2 separate regions of the Mus musculus genome follow, and region 1 is linked to region 2. A link is a contact called in public HiChIP or PLAC-seq data. All regions are on one chromosome and are shown on one strand. Each heading gives the region's core, a stretch centred on a gene start, on an enhancer-like site or on the middle of the called end of the contact. The rest is flanking DNA. Distances are from core to core; before and after follow the strand shown.

The links. HiChIP or PLAC-seq counts read pairs in DNA pulled down with a chosen protein or histone mark.
Region 1: an HNF4G HiChIP or PLAC-seq map of pancreatic cancer cells shows a contact between it and region 2. The contact joins two enhancer-like sites. A contact is called at or near these places in 1 of 39 promoter capture datasets (cranial neural crest), 1 of 115 datasets of contacts at active chromatin or transcription factors (pancreatic cancer cells) and 1 of 9 other capture datasets (pancreatic islet).

What each region holds. Positions count from the first base shown.
Region 1 is chr16:18,702,446-18,706,968 of GRCm38.p6, reverse strand. All of the region lies in intron 1 of Gm41429 (a long non-coding RNA gene), which reads right to left. Among named protein-coding and RNA genes, the nearest start is that of Gm41429, 8.0 kb to the right of the region's middle. Within about 2 kb of position 1,443, at least 63 of the 459 cell types and tissues checked have an H3K27ac peak or open chromatin away from gene starts, as enhancers often do. A contact at or near this core is called in pancreatic cancer cells, where this site is marked.
Region 2 is chr16:18,335,500-18,340,656 of GRCm38.p6, reverse strand. All of the region lies in intron 1 of Tango2 (transport and golgi organization 2), which reads left to right. Among named protein-coding and RNA genes, the nearest start is that of Tango2, 5.8 kb to the left of the region's middle. Within about 2 kb of position 2,171, at least 10 of the 459 cell types and tissues checked have an H3K27ac peak or open chromatin away from gene starts, as enhancers often do. A contact at or near this core is called in pancreatic cancer cells, where this site is marked.

The DNA of each region.
Region 1 (4,523 bases), core at 194-2,693, 370 kb before region 2:
GAGTAGTTTAGTAACTGAATTTCCACTTGGTTTAAGCTATGCTTTTATGCATGCCCTTCTACTAATACATTTGACACCCTGACACCCTTGCCTGCACATACTATGCATGCATACCCTACTGCAAACAATGCACCTAGCAACCTGTTAGTAGCTGAGGACCCTTGTCTGCACTGAGCTATACACACATTCCACTTCAATAAGAAGTTTAACCCAGGCAGTGACCCGAGGCCCTTGGGCATCCTCACTTGACAGTGTTGACTTTATAATCTGTGTTATTACTTTGCTTTGGATAAAGTATTCTTGCTACTTTGCAACCTGCATGCATCTTATTTTCATTCTTGAATAAGATGCCAAGAACCTGGGACCACCAGGCCCAGACACAGGGAGCTCTACTCTGCTCTTCTCCTTTCCACCCAGCTCCACACAAACCTCCACCCTGTAGGCCAAGAAGACTCATTACTGGGCTATCCCCAAAGATGGCCCTGGAACTAGTTAAGCCCCCAGGGACACCTAGGATTCAGGTGCGCTGGAGGAAGAAAGTCAGCCGCTGAACCCAGCCTCATGCTTAGCTGCAGGGAATCAGATCTCCTGGGTTGTTTGCCCAGCTTGTCACTGTCCCCACTTCCACCCCAGACCTTCTCCATCAGCAGGAAGTTTCCTGCCTCAAATACAGTCCTCTACCAGCTCATCTGCACAGCACTCACCACTCTATGCTAAAGTGTCAGATTCCCGGCAGGGCAGCTTTTACACAACTGACTCAGCTAAAAATGAATTATGTCTTAATGGGTCATGGTGGTTCATGCCTGTAACTCCAGAACATAGGAAGCTGCAGCAAAAAGATAAATATGAATCCAAAGCCAGAGGGGCTACACAGTGAGGCCATCCCAGGAAAAGAACACAACAACAAAAGAAACAGAAATATAGGTCAGCCTACAAATAAGGGCCTGACTCTGAATTGTAAGTAAAATAAATAAGAGAATAATAAAAATAAAATAAAATAAAGCCATCCGTTGCGGCACATGCCTGTGTTCCCAGCACTCAGCAAGCTGAGCAAAATGATCAAAACCTCAAGGCAAGCCTGAGGATAAGACGGCCGGCCCCTCTCAGTAAACAGGTTCTGAGTGTGCTCTCACTGTGTTACCTCCAGCTGTGAGCAATACAACTGGTGTGGTTACAAGAGATCAGGGTACACTCACACAGAGGGAAGACCCATGTGAACACAGAAAGACGGCCATCAACCAGGCCTCAGGAGCAGCTGATCTTGCCCAAATTTACCTCAGGCTTCCAGTGTGCAGAACTGGGAGAAAATAAATGTGTGTCATTCCCACGGGGCAGTCTGTCATACTGGCATGTTGGTTATGGCGGTCCTGGAAGCTAACACCCACCCCAGTCTTCATTCTCCAGATATGAGACCATGAGTCACTTGCTAACCCCATTAGCAGTATGTCACTGTCATGTGACTGTGAAACTCTGTTGGCAAGTGGTCCGGAGCCCTGAGCTCTGCATCCGGTCCTAAATGGGTGTGTTTCTTGTTGAAATGGCACTTGTAGTCCTCTGTTTCCCAGAGTCCTTGGCAACAGCCCAAATTATATTCGAAATAGGAAAAGGCAGTTTGATTTAAAGACTCAATCTTTTCAGGCGTCACCTTGATTTATGAGAAGCTGGCATTAAACAGTTGAATAACAGTGGCCTGTCACTCACCTGTGTGTGGCTGAGAGGCCAATAAACCACACATCCATCTCCATTGTGATGGCATGAGTCCACCCCACCCTTCTCCGAAGCTAAGACGTGTCATGTTGTTCCAAATGTCCTTTTGCTAAGTGTGTTAAGTGGATCCAAAAAATGAGCGTGTGTATTTTCTTTTCTAAGGAAATTCTTGTATATTATTTTAACTCAAAACATTTCTTATACACAATGACTAATCAGAGATTTAAAAAAAAAAAATCAAGGCTTTGTCCCGCCAGCACAGCTGGGAGTCTGCTGCCTTCAATGTGGCCCTCCTTAACTGCCAGTCGGAGCAGGTGGGGTGCACTGTTCCCCTGAATTCAGGCCAGGCAGAAGTAGCCATTTCCCCAGGTTTCAGAAGGAAGCCCTGCTTGAGGCCATTCCTGTTTTGTCTTCCTGGGATTCAAAGATAATTTCTAAGCCTTTCCCTGACTCCAGGTTGAAACTCCGGGTGGGCATGGGGCTTCGAAAGCCAAGCAGCGCAGAGCTCCCGAGGAAGCGTTCTACAAGGAATGACCTCATGAGAGGAGAACTAATATTTGCTTCCTAATTTCCCAGGGGAAGGCTAATCTTTGGAAGCACAGAGCCTCTGGAGGCCAATAAACTTGAGGGCAGAAGAAGCAAGATTGTTCTATTGTTGCCTCTGTGAAATGGAGTTTGTTTTTCTTACTGTTCTTTTTCCCTTCAGGAAAGCTCTGCCTCAGCAGCCCCTACAGTTTCTCCTCAAACCCCTGGTTCTGGCTTTCCCCCCATTGTTCTCCCTGCCTTCTTAATCTCTGCCATCTCTGTCAAGTTCAATGCCAGCCTGTTTCATGTGCTCCTTCCCGTTCTGCCTAGGTAGTGACTCGCCACACTTGCCTCTGTGCCGTGTTCCCATCGGGCTAGTGACCAGCCACACGCTGGTGAGCCTGGGGTCAGCCTCGGGTGCTAGTGGGACTGCAGGCAGATGGCATCCCACACATGCGTGGTCAAGGAACACCTCCCACCTGTTTGACTTCAAGAGTCCCACTTGTTACACGAACCATGGAAACCAGAGACAAGATCCACAGACAGACAGAGCAGCCCAAGTGCGACCTACTAGACAGAAGTGCTAACCCCATAGAAAAGTTAGGCAGCTCTCCAGCGGAGAGGGTGTTTATGCACAGGAGAGTGAAGGGGTGTCCCCTGTGGTATGTGTTCCCTTCTCCAGAGAGCCAGCCCCTCAGCAGGTGGAGGCTGCAGGTTCCCAGAGCGGGTGAGGTGACCTCCCTTCCTGCTTATCAAGGCTGGGGAGGTTTTCATTCTGCAGCAGAGGATAATGGTTGAGATTGTGCCCAGTTCTGAAGCTTAAATCCCAGAAATAGGGTAGAGCAGGTGGCCAGGCCCCACAATGCTCACAGCTCAGAACCCCACACTAAGCCTTCACCCCGCCTCTGTGCCACCAACACCCCTGTCCAAGCTCTGTATGTCTCTGCACCTCCCAAGACCTGCAGACACTCTCCTATGCTCACAGAACTGTAGAAGCGAATTTCTCAGAATCACATTTTCATACAGAAACTTTTACTGATTTCCAGCAATTATGGTTATCAACCATCTTCCTTCCTTCCTTCCTTCCTTTCTTTTTGTTGTTGACAACAGAAAAAAAAATCATATGAAATAAAATATACACCCAAAAGAGCTAAGGGTCTGGGGCAGGAGGGAACGCATAGGAGCACCAAGCAATCCCCAGAGGAGGGCGGTGCCTCTCGACCCCTGCCCCTCTGCAAAGGAAGGGAACGCCTTATAAGCCTGAATCAGACTCTTACCTGGAGCTCACTATCACTACTGTAGACCAGGCTAGCCTCAGCTTCGAAGAATCCCACCTGAGCACTGGGACGAAAGACTTCACCACCACACCCAGCTTCGCTCTGCACAGAGTTCCCCTGGGGAGCTTTGTGAACCATGCTGTGTGCTTCTCTACCATCTAGGTGTTCTAAAGAATTACAAGGTGGGCAAAGTTGGAAAGTCAAGCAAAGCTTATTCAAAGAGAACAGTTTTATCAGAGTTAAAGAAAACAAATCCCGGGGTGAGGGGTGGGGGCATCCACGCGGTGATGGGGTGGGGTGGGGAGCAGGTATGGAATGTGAAGCAGTTGGAGGGTGGATGGGGAGGGGTGGGGAATGGAATATGGAGTGTAAAAAATGAATTACAAATAAATTTAAATTTAAAAAAAAGAAAAAGAAAAAAATAGTAAGCTTTAAAAAATAAAATAAAATTCAAGTCACGTTTAAAAAAAGAAAGAAAGAAAGAGAGAGAGAAAGAAAGAAAGAAAAAGAAAAATCCCTGTGCAGGAGAGCTGTACCAACAGCTGTCTGCAGGAGGCGATGGAGGTGGGGATGGGGACAGAAATTCTAGGAAGGAAAAGTACAATAGTTTTCATTAAAGGGATCATTGTGTTGCCCAGCTTTTAAAGCATCATTTAAAGTAAGCTCACCTTGCAAGGAGTGAGTGGCCTCTGGCCCAGGAACTAAAACACGACTGGATTATTTGGGAGGGGGTGGGATGTTCTTGTTGGCTTTTTGGTTTGTTTGTTGTTCCTGCTTGAAAATTTTTTCTCTGTATAACAGGTCCCTGACTGTCTGAAACTAGCGTTGTTGAGCCTGGCCTCGAACTCACAGAGATCCACCTGCCTCTGCCTCCTGAGTGGTGGGATTAAAGGCGTGCGCTACCATGCCTGGATCTGTTGTTTGTTGTCTTTAGTGTCTTGGAACATTAGGTCCCCACCCTGTCCTTTGCATGACTCTGTCCCCACACCTCAACACAAGGCTGTCCCTTATCAG
Region 2 (5,157 bases), core at 922-3,421:
AAGAGCAGTCTTATCCACTGAGCCATCTCTCTAGCCCACCCCGTCCCCTTTTTTTTAAAAAAGAAATGCCATATTTTGTCTGGTTCTAGATCAGCCAGGGCTCCTGTTTCAAAAAACAAACAAACAAACTAAACAGAATATCCTATTTTATGTATTTATTATTTAATACAAAATGAGGTGATAGAAGCCACCTGAGGGCCAGGCCTGTCGCTATTGTGGGGGCAAGGGACAGGCTGGGCTTCCTACCAAGAGAAAACTGAAATGCTTGCCAGCCCTGTATCAAGCTTTCTGTCAAGCCCATAGTATGTTTGGTTTGTGCTATTCCTTTGAACTGTGAATGACACCCTGGTGTGAGGTTGAATTAATGTCTTCAGAGCATTGGGGAGATCTGAGGAGAAGGTATCACAGGAGACAATTTGTCATGGTGAACTGCTGTGGAACAGCTGGATTGAGCAGCATAGGCTTACAGAGCTCTGGCTGCCAAGATGGGAGGAGAGGAGGGTGCTGCAGCTGATTGGTTGCCTGGGGATTTCTCAGCCAAGGTCTCAGGAATGGTGACACTGTGTTCCATATGTGTTTACCTCTTCTGCTGGCACTCCCTGGAGCCCAGATCACAGCCCATCACATCGGAAGTTTCTTCCTGTCTTGTCCTGCCCAAAAGAACAGCTTCACCCCCAGGAGCTACTACAGCCAGCAGTGACTTGGCTGCAGGACCTGGCCACTGACCATCTTTTTCAGACTGATATTTTTACTCCTTGTCATTGAAGTTGTCAGCTGATTGCATGAGCCCCAAAGCCTCTGCCCAAAGCCTTGATCCAGACACCCCTGATAGACTGTCTCAAATTGTTAGCTCTCCAGCTGGGAAGTCAGAAAAACATCACTCCTGTTCCTTTGTGTGTGCCCCACATTGCCACCTTTCTGTTCACATACCCTGCTTGCTTTTTTTCAAGGTCCTGGGTTATGTTGCACGGTGCTCAGGTAAATAAGACAGTCCACTTGTGCTCTGCCCTGTGCCTCTGTGTTCTGTGCCATGACATCGGCTCATTCTCTCTTGGTTTCTGCTGCATATATCAGTATGGGGAGAGCAAGGTTTCTGAGTTTTCTTCTAGGGCTCTTTGGAAGTAGGCAGCTTTCTTTGTCTTGAAACATGCCAACGGCAGGCACACAGGTTTTCAGCATCATACTTGATGGATTCTATTAGGAAGCCAGTCCATTCACAGGCAGAGACAAAAGCCACTGCTGTCGCCCAGGCATCTGCTTCTTCTTGTCACAACACTGTCCCTGAGACCAGATGGTTCTGTCTGCCTTCTGACACCATGGACAGGTCTTGCTTATATCTAGTCTGTAATGGTTATTCCTGGTTGTCAAGTTGTCTATATCTGGAATGAGCTACCGTCCAGAATTGGAGGGCTCACATGTGATCCAGATCATGAGGCTGGAAGACACAAGTTTCTGACCTGGATCTTGGCATGAAGATCTTGAATGGATCTGAAAGCCCACTAGATCTTAGGCCCAGATAGGGTAGTACACACCTTTATCTTTTTATTTTTTTAAAAGATTTATTTATTATTATACATAGGTACAGTGTAACTGACTTGAGACGCATCAGAAGAGAGCATCAGATTTCATTACAGGTGGCTGTGAGCCACCATGTGGTTGCTGGGATTTGAACTCAGGATCTTCTGAAGAGCAGTCAGTGCTTACAGGCTGAGCCATCTCACCAGCCCAATACATACCTTTAATCTCAGGAGACTAAGGCAAGATCTCTGAGTTCAAGGTCAGCCTGGGACAAAATTTGTTCTGGATCCAGGTATGGTGGTACACACCTTTAATCTGGGCCACACCTTCTGCTGGAGACCTACATAAGGACATTGGAAAGAAAAATTCGTTCTTCTTCGTTTGCTTGCATTTACTTCCAGCACATCTCTTGCAGTCTACTTCTACAGAAGACCAGCTGAAACAACTAGCCTCGTAGGACTGAGCAACTACTAGATTCTTGGACTTCCCATTTACAGCTGACCATTGTTGGGGTAGTTGAACTACAGACTGTAAGTCATCATAAGAAATTCCCTTTATGAAGACATTCCATAAGTTCGGTGATCCTAGAGAACCCTGACTAATAGACGAGTCACTGACAAAAAAGACGGTGATGTTTGCTCTCTTGGCTGCTATCTGCTTGTTGCTGCTCCCAGGCAGGGACTTGTTATTTGCCATTGTGTGCTGCTCCAGGGCAGGGCAGTAGATCGAGTGCTTGTAAGCAACCTTAGGCATGTATGATGCTGTGGTTCCATCTCCAGCACCACACGAACATAAGGTTTTGAAGCTATGGACCTCCTTACTGTGTTGCTTCTTGGTCTACTGGCACACTGGCATGGCTAATAGGGATAGTGTTATTTTTGGACTTAGAACCACAGCATTTGTCCCAACAAGCCAAGTTCCACCACTGTCCTCAATAAACTAATTAAAAGATTCAAATGAAAGGTTTGGAGAAATGGCTTAGCTGTTAAAAGCTCTTGCTGTTCTCACAGAGGATCCAGGTTCTGTTCCCAGCACCTACATGATAGCTCACAACTATCCATAGACATACATGATGTACACAGACATATATACAGACACTTATACTAATAAATTAATAAGATTCTTATACATAAAATAAATAAATTTTAAAAAATTAAAGACCTAAGTTAATAGTGAAAAGCAGTAAAAGGTTTCTGCTTTGCGGCCACACTGGGAAGAAGGACAGAGGCCGAGTAGCTTGCCCATCCCATGCTTACCCATAAGGCCTGTTCCATCAGGTGCTCTGAGACAGATGTAGGTGATCCGTGTCCTTGAAGGCACTGGCAGGGGAAGCTGTAATATTGTGTAGTTGTCCTTGTGTTAGTAATCTTTAGAGAAGGGCCTCCGAACGCAGCGGATCAGTGAATAAGGTTATGATTTAGGAAACGAATCCTAGCATTCCGCCTTATCTCAGGGCTGCCACATGCACATGCCTTAACAGTTTAGGGAAGGTGCTCGGTAGCCTGTAAAGCCTGGCTGATCCCCTCCACAGGGGCAGCCTCTCAGCTCTAACATTCATTGCAGGGTCCCTAACAATGAGGGTCCCTAACAGTTTAAAGAGAAGGAAGGAAGTGTTACTAAGCAGTCCAGCAAGGACACTAAGCCTGTCTGACCAGGCTAGTCTCTCTCGTGAGGTCATCTGACACGGTGACTGTTTCCCTGGGTTGTCCCTGGGCTTTCGTCCAGCTGGAGATCCCTGGGAGAATTCAGTTCCTTGGGTGCCTTGTTTTGTTTGTTTGTTTGTTTGTTTTGTTTTGTTTTTAAAGATTTATTTGTTTGTTTGTTTGTTTATTATATGTAAGTACACTGTAGCTGTCTTCAGATACTTCAGAAGAGGGCATCAGATTCTGTTACGGATGGTTGTGAGCCACCATGTGGTTGCTGGGATTTGAACTCAGGACCTTCGGAAGAGCGGTCGGCACTCTTAACCACTGAGCCATCTCACCAGCTCCCGGGTGCCTTGTTTTTAACCACTGAGAGAGTCAGAATGGGGGCACAAGTGTTTAATTAACGTGTCCTCATTTCTCCCAGACACTGCAGCATCGATGATCCAGCTAGGCTTCTAGAAGATACCTTTTTTAAGCTAAGGTCTCCTGTATTCCAGGATGACCTTAAACTGAAAAATGGCTGAAGATAACCTTGACCTTCTGATCTTCCTGTCTTATCTCCCAAGTGGTAGAGTTCTGTATATAGACTACCATGCGAGTACAGAACGACTCTGTTAGTTTAGTTCTCACTGCTGCAGTACAGCAAAACAGGTTTCAATTTTCTTTGTTTTTCTTTTCCTCCTCCTCCTCCTCCTCCTCCTCCTCCTCTTCCTCTTCCTCCTCCCTTTTCCTCTTCTAAGATATTGAACATACATAAGATGTGGTGCCGACTCTGGCAAGCCCCCATCTTCCACTGGCTGCATCATCCAGAAGATGGCAGTATCAGGAGCACGTGCTTTCAGCTCTTGTAATGAGTCGCTTCTTCAAAAGCCCACAAGCAAGCAAGCCCTCCTTAGGCCTTATCAAAGCCAGCATCCTCATTTACCTAAGGGCCTCCCTCTAGACCTACATTCTTTTAATTTATTATTTATTTTTATGTGTATGAGTGTTTTGCCTGCATGTATGTATGTGTGCCACATGCATGTAGTGCTCTCAAATGCTAGATGAGGGCGTTACTGTACATGTTACATACAGTCTGAGCTGTCATGTGAGTTCTGGGTCTCAAACCCAGGTCCTCTGGAAGACCACCCAGTGCCTTTAACCACTGAGCCATCTCTCCAGCCCCCTCTCCAGCCAAACTCTTTTAGCACCCAGCACCACTTAGCACCATTGCCCCATGGGGTTGGTGAGGCTGAGTTTGAGATGTAGCCAAACCATAGCATCTATGAATAGCCAGGAAAGAAACCGGCTCTCTAGACACTGGAGCAGAAACTGGGGTGAAGGTTACCTGCTGCATCATTGGAACCTGGGGATGCTGCCAGGCCTGAGGGTTTGGGAGTGTTAATGTGGGACCGGCCCGATGGTTCAACCAGACACCTGGGCATTGGCTAAGCATTTGGGAAGCTCAGTTGTTCTCCTGCCTTGCATCATCCAAACAGACAAGTCTGGTCTCACTTTGGGCTAGGAAGAAAGTTATTTAAAAAGGCAGGATACAAAACTTATGTAGTAAAGGTGGCAAATTTTAGCCAGGTGTGGTATATTCCTGCGATTTCAGGCCTCAAAGGCAGGAGGAAAAGGAGTTCCAAGTCAGTCTTGGCTATATAGCGAGTTCAGAGCTGTTGCAACTTAAAACGAAGGTTTGTGGGAAGGAGCTGACATGAGATCAGCCTTTCAAAGAACTTTGTTAGGAGAGAGGGTCCTGAGGGGGGAGAGCAGGCCCTTGGGTCCAGAGAAGAATTTCATTTGGAGGGATAGTTGCCATGTTTATCACCATGAGATCTGAAGGAGAGAGATAAACACCGATAAATTCTGGACTAGAGATAACAGCATGGCCATAGACAATCAGATGGGGCCTCAAAGGGAAGAGAATCTTCCCTTCAAAGTATGGGTAAACAGAGGAGTTTTATGACTCTTGGAGTTTTTCAGAGAAGGGTAGGCAGACTTCATTCGGGGA